Regions from separate parts of the Mus musculus genome. Here region 2 is linked to region 1. The links are chromatin contacts, called in public HiChIP or PLAC-seq maps. All regions are on one chromosome and are shown on one strand. The core of a region is the stretch at or near the end of the contact, and the rest is flanking DNA. Distances in the headings are between cores, read along the strand shown. Region 1 overlaps Stk32c (serine/threonine kinase 32C). Region 2 overlaps Inpp5a (inositol polyphosphate-5-phosphatase A).

Region 1 (2,746 bases), core at 170-2,669:
ACACTTCTCCAGAAATACAGATTTAATACCTAACATTCCCTGTAAGCCCATAAATATGTCAGGCATTTTCTGAGTTGAATCACAGGTACAGATCAGAATCTCTCAGACTGAGACGCCTTGGTGAACAAGTATCCCACGAAGTTACAGCCCCCTCCCCCCCCCAGGATACAGAACACTGACATCATTCTAGAAAGCTCCTTCATGTTCTCTTCCAGGCATTTCTCTCACCCCAGTGACCAGCATCGACAACTTCTCCCCATTCTTGGCTTTGATTTCCCTCCCTCATCCAATGTTTGAGAGTTTCTCACTGTGTGGTCCAGACTGGTCTTAAACACCTGTCCTCCTGTACTTCTGGGTTCTGGAGTTATAAGTGTGCCACTGCCCCAGCTGTAAGTCTTGGCACCTGGACTGATCTATCTGTTCTTGAACTTGAACACACGGCATTGTGGAATATTAAGTCTGGCCTCTGCCATTCACATGCATTTGAGAACCACCTCAGTTGTTCAGTATCAGTGATCCTAGTAGCTCAACAAGTCATTGAGCAGTGTCTATTGCATGAGTGTACAGTAGGCAGGATTCCCCTGCACAATTGTTCCGTTGACCACACCCTGTGGTTTCCGGCACTTGGCTGTCCGCACGCCTCATTTCTCTTGGGCTGATATCCAACAATAGAATTACTGGACTGTTCAGCCAGTGTATGTTTGACTTTCTAAGAAAGTTTTACACAGTGACTGCAGCCTGTCACGCTTCCGTTACAGCGTGTGGTTCCAGGGGTGCCCTCAGTGGCTCACACATGTGACACAGGCAGAGGCAGGACTATGGTTAGAGTCTAGTTGGCATCTCTTGATAAATAACAAAGGCCAGCTTCTTTTTTACCCTGTCTTGGGTCTTTTGTGATTCCTCCTGTCCTTTTGCTTGCTTTTAATTACACCTTTTGTTAATGATTTGCGGGAGTTTCTTGTATCTCTGCCTGTGGGAGTTGAACCTTACGCTAAGCCTCAGTGAGAAGGAATTGTATTAGCCTGGGTGGTGCCCTGAGGGCTGCTCAGAGGCTGGCTGGTGCCTACTGCTTTCAGTTTCCATTTTTCAGACATGCTGTGCTTTCTTCTGGTTCAGGCTCTGGTAGGTTCTCCTAGATGCAAGGAATGACCCTAACTTCCTCCATGCTCATATCCATTATCCTAACGAACACTGTGGTGGTCTAGAAGCCATCAGAGCAGGGCAGAGTGTCAGGGATCTGGGCCCTGGAGAACTGGGCTGCATTGGAGGAAAGGGGAGAGGTTGACACATGGAAGGGCAAGCACGGGACCTGGCCCCATGCTCTGATGCTCCCCACCCCCAGGGCTGTGATCGTGGGACCAGAGTTACAAGACCATGGTCACAGTGCCCAGTGCCTCCCTTATTTCTCTGATGCAGAAGTGCACAAAACAGTTGTGACTCATCCCCAGTATTTTCTTGAAACTAGGCTGACTGGAAATACTCTACAGGCTTAACAAACAGGGCTCAGATTTTGATTTAACACAGTTTAATGCTGTTTGCAAAGAAAAAGAAAGGTAGAATAAAACTGCCTTAACTGTTCATGGTTAATCTTTGTTCTGCCTCTACCTTTCAACTAGATAATAAGCTTGCACAAAGAAGATCCTATGCACCTGACTGGCTTTGGAGTTGTGACATGTCTCTTGGCTATGTTCACTGTCCCAGGATTAAATGGTGCCCTGTGACTACTGCTAGTTTATACAAGTAGGGCACAGGTTGAAGCTAGGTCCAGGTGCTCTGGGAGAGCAGCATTGTCTGGGGGCCTGAATGGCTCCTGACCGTACCTACTATTAGGGTGTTTGTGGTAACAGCACTGTCCCCTTTAGTGGTGTGGTGAGGGGTGGGAACCAGGTCCCCATGTCAGCACCTAGGACAGTGCCATGACTACCTTGAGGTGCTCAAGGCACTGGGGTTTGTGGTAGTGCACACTCCCTGTCCCACCTCCCACCCTCCGAAAAAGGCCCTGGTGGAGGTCGAGTGAGTGCAAGAGAGTGGGTTTTACAACGGCTGTGACTTGGCTGTGAGGGATGTGTGTTAACCTAGCTCCACTAAGGGGTCTCCTCCTGTTGCCCGTTCTCTTTTGAGCTGGCCATTCTTGCACAGACAGCCATTGTCCTAACTAGTGGCTGGGTCCTTGCGGGTGATGTATCTCCCTGAATCTGAAGAGGGTTCAGGGAGCATGGCTATGTTTCAACAGCGCAGGGCAAGCAGTTATTTATGGCCGGGTGTCAATGCAGGATCACTCTTTTGAGCACCAGAGTTTTTTTTTTTTTTTTTTTTTTGGACTTGATTCTCCTTGGACCAAACTCAGTGATGTTTGTGTTTGTGGTGTGTGTGCTGCAGCCTTGGGAATAGATGGCTTTCATCAGGAACACGCATGGAAGACTCACTAGTCTCAGGGAACTATAGCAACCCATCCCTAATAACCAGCTGTCTATGCTAAGAAATGTTGAGAGCTTGTCCCCTCCCATGAGTGTGCCCTCCCCAGCAGGGCACATGTCCCCAGAAGATTGATATGCGTAGGGACCGATAGCCCCAGCTGAGAGATTTCTGGATGTTTTCTAGAAATATGAATGATCTTACCTTGTTTTATCCTGGGAAGAAGATGCAAAACCAACTTCCACACCTGACTGAGGGTTCGGGGAGTAGGGGTCCAGGGCAGGGTATCTCCTCCTGGGTCTAGACCACCTTCCTAAGGTGAGGCCTGGGA
Region 2 (2,746 bases), core at 181-2,680, 320 kb before region 1:
TGATGTGTGCTGCAGATGGTCTTCATAAGGTAGCTTGGCTCTTCCTTCGTTCAGAATATCTTTCTGTAACAGTATGGCTTTTTTTTAACAGGACAAATGTGTCAATCTTATCTTTCTAAGCTGCAAGTTTTGCACATCCTGAAAGAAATCCTCCCTACCTCAAAGCTACAAAGATCCTCTTCTATATCTCTATCTTCAAATTTTACTTGAGTATAACTAGAATTCATTCTGAGGCAAGGTAGAGTGACATCTTGGGACATGGTGAGGCAGGATCTCTATAAGGAACTTCTCAGCCTGCTGCACCAAGGGCATGCACCATGGAAGACATCCCGTACAGCACGTCTGCCCACCCTTGTTGTTCCACTGCTGCGATGGGAGCCAGTGCTCTGGCCAGCAGAATGCCACCTCAATTTCCTTCTGGGCTGTTTCCGTGCTGCCCTTCTCCCCGTGCCAGTATTAGGAGTGCGTGTTAGGGAGTACGCTTTGGAGCACCAAACTGTCTTGAAGACTACTTGGGAGCAATGTACAGAGTTTTTGATACCCAATCAAGCTCCAAAATCTTGAGTGATGGGAACATAGCACATGTCGCTCGAAAGAAACTCTGCTGTGAACAGGGTGCTTACTCAGTCTCTCTACACACAGTGATGTTCAGGATCTTAGCTGTCACCTGCACGGGCATGTAAGCACTGAAGGAGTACTTCCTTATTTTCTTGTCAAGTTCAGGCCAGATGCAAACAGAAGTAAAGGGGCAAGAAAAAGTGCTAACAAGGGTCGGTGAAGTGGCCTAGTGGGTAATGTCATCTGTTGTACAAGCCTGAAACTTCAATTTGATCCCTGGAGCCCACATAGAAGTGGGAAAAACTGACTCAAAAAAAGTGTTATCTGACCTCTACATGAGCTATGTGGCATGTGCACACACCCCTTACACACATGTATGCATGCACGGAGGCATGAACACTCTCGCGCACGCACATTAAAAAATCAGCAACAGAACCAAGGATAGTGGGAACACCAGAGACCCATGGGGCAGGTAGTGCCTTGAGTGCACTCCAGGAACTGAGGCAAAGCTCAATCCCCAACTGTGTCCATGCCAAGCTGTTCCAATGGAGGGCAGGTTCTAGGAATACCCCATGGGTATTTCTTCTGCACCATTCCCTGTGGTCTACACCTCTCTGGGGAAATTGCAGCTCCCTCAACATGACCCACAGACAAGTTTCAAGGAGTGGCATTCACCACCACATCCCATCCAAAGACCTACCCCACGGTCCACAGGCTCCAGCTGAGACTTACTTGACAAATTTGTCCACATGGGACATGGAGGCCTCGTAGTTTTTCCCTCCAAATTCTTGGCAGTGCAAGGCCATGAAGTGAGGCTTGTGTGTGTGCAGGACCTGGGAAGAAAGCACAGAGTTAGAGCACAAACCACAGCAGGGCAATGAATCATGTGCCTCACCTCAGCAGCCAGGCATCCCACAGACAGCAGGCCAAAGGCCACACCCTGTGTCCACAAGTTCTTTACAGATTCTATGAGTTGCCACCTTTGTGCTGCCAACTGTTTATTTCTAGCCTCTTCCATATTTCCTTTGCAAAGATTCAGAATTTCTAAGAAGCCTTTTCAATAACCTAGAGGCACTCGTCTCTAATTATAAAAAAGCAGTACTATGCTATGGACAAGAAAACATCAGGAAAGTTCTCAACCCATGTCACAACCTCAGCACATCATTAACATTGCTGTGCATACCTGTTGAGAGATTGAGTCCAGGTAACCACGTATGTGGTAGCATGTGCTCCTGTGTATGTCAGAGTGTGACGGCATGTTCTTATGTGCGTGCATCATGCATGCATGCAGAATTGGGTGTCAGCTTAAGTTAGTGTGAGAGCACTGCCTGTGTGCTGTCATGTGTGCATGCATGTATGTGCTCACTATGCACAGGCTCATTCTTAATTCAGGATCACCAAGGCTGGCTTCTAAGCAGACTCCAGTACCCATGCTGTCCATCTTGTGTTTCCCCATAGCCCTAGAAGCTGTAGCCCTATTGTCTAATTTATAGCAGCAGGAGTCTGGCATATGACAGAAACATACCCATGGTCTCATGGGCATTGAGTGAGTGGCACAGCGTGAGCTTGTCTACAGCTCACAACCCTAGTTCTGTCCAACCATTAAGGTTCCTACTTTTCCAAAGCATTGCTGAAGTTACCAGCAAACTTTGCTTGGCATAGGCAGTACAGTGCAGGAAAACCAACCATCTCCTGGGCAGTAAGGTGGTAAGGCACTTGGTTCTGCCCTCTTGGAGCATGGGGAGAGCAGCAGCACCCTAGAGGGCAGATCACTGATGGGAGGCTGAGCCCCAGCAGACATTGAAGAGCTAGTACAAGGGAGGGGGTAAAGGGGGGGGGGGAGAGGAAGGACTTCTAGGAAGGGCTAGAAGGCAGGATCAGAGAAGAAAACACGAAGTTGAGGTTACTATGACCACAGGGCCAAGGTGGTAGCAGGGAAACCCACAGGCAAGGCTGGAAGCCAGTGTATCTAGAGCCAGTCCAGGGTTAGGGGAAAGTCCCCAGGAGTCACAGTTTTCATTTTAGGAACCGAGTTACATAATCATTCTTCAAATCTGGTCTTCAAATCTGGTAGTCTTCATCTAAATTCCAAGTAGCACTTTCCCTTTCTAAGTGAGTTTTTATTGTTTAAGCAAATAGCCTTTCATAGCACAAAGGTCATATTTGAATGACTAGAACTCAAGGGTCA

The links. HiChIP or PLAC-seq counts read pairs in DNA pulled down with a chosen protein or histone mark.
Region 2: a contact with region 1 is called in a FOXA1 HiChIP or PLAC-seq map of pancreatic cancer cells. The contact joins two enhancer-like sites. A contact is called at or near these places in 2 of 484 Hi-C or Micro-C datasets (ECoMG-derived neutrophils and bone marrow-derived macrophages) and 1 of 115 datasets of contacts at active chromatin or transcription factors (pancreatic cancer cells).

The regions. Positions count from the first base shown.
Region 1 is chr7:139,154,809-139,157,554 of GRCm38.p6, reverse strand. All of the region lies in intron 1 of Stk32c (serine/threonine kinase 32C), which reads left to right. Among named protein-coding and RNA genes, the nearest start is that of Stk32c, 32 kb to the left of the region's middle. Within about 2 kb of position 1,419, at least 50 of the 459 cell types and tissues checked have an H3K27ac peak or open chromatin away from gene starts, as enhancers often do. A contact at or near this core is called in pancreatic cancer cells, where this site is marked.
Region 2 is chr7:139,476,640-139,479,385 of GRCm38.p6, reverse strand. It overlaps Inpp5a (inositol polyphosphate-5-phosphatase A), which reads right to left. Exons shown (of 16, transcript NM_001127363.1): 3 at 1,291-1,391. Among named protein-coding and RNA genes, the nearest start is that of Gm46004, 89 kb to the right of the region's middle. Within about 2 kb of position 1,430, at least 27 of the 459 cell types and tissues checked have an H3K27ac peak or open chromatin away from gene starts, as enhancers often do. A contact at or near this core is called in pancreatic cancer cells, where this site is marked.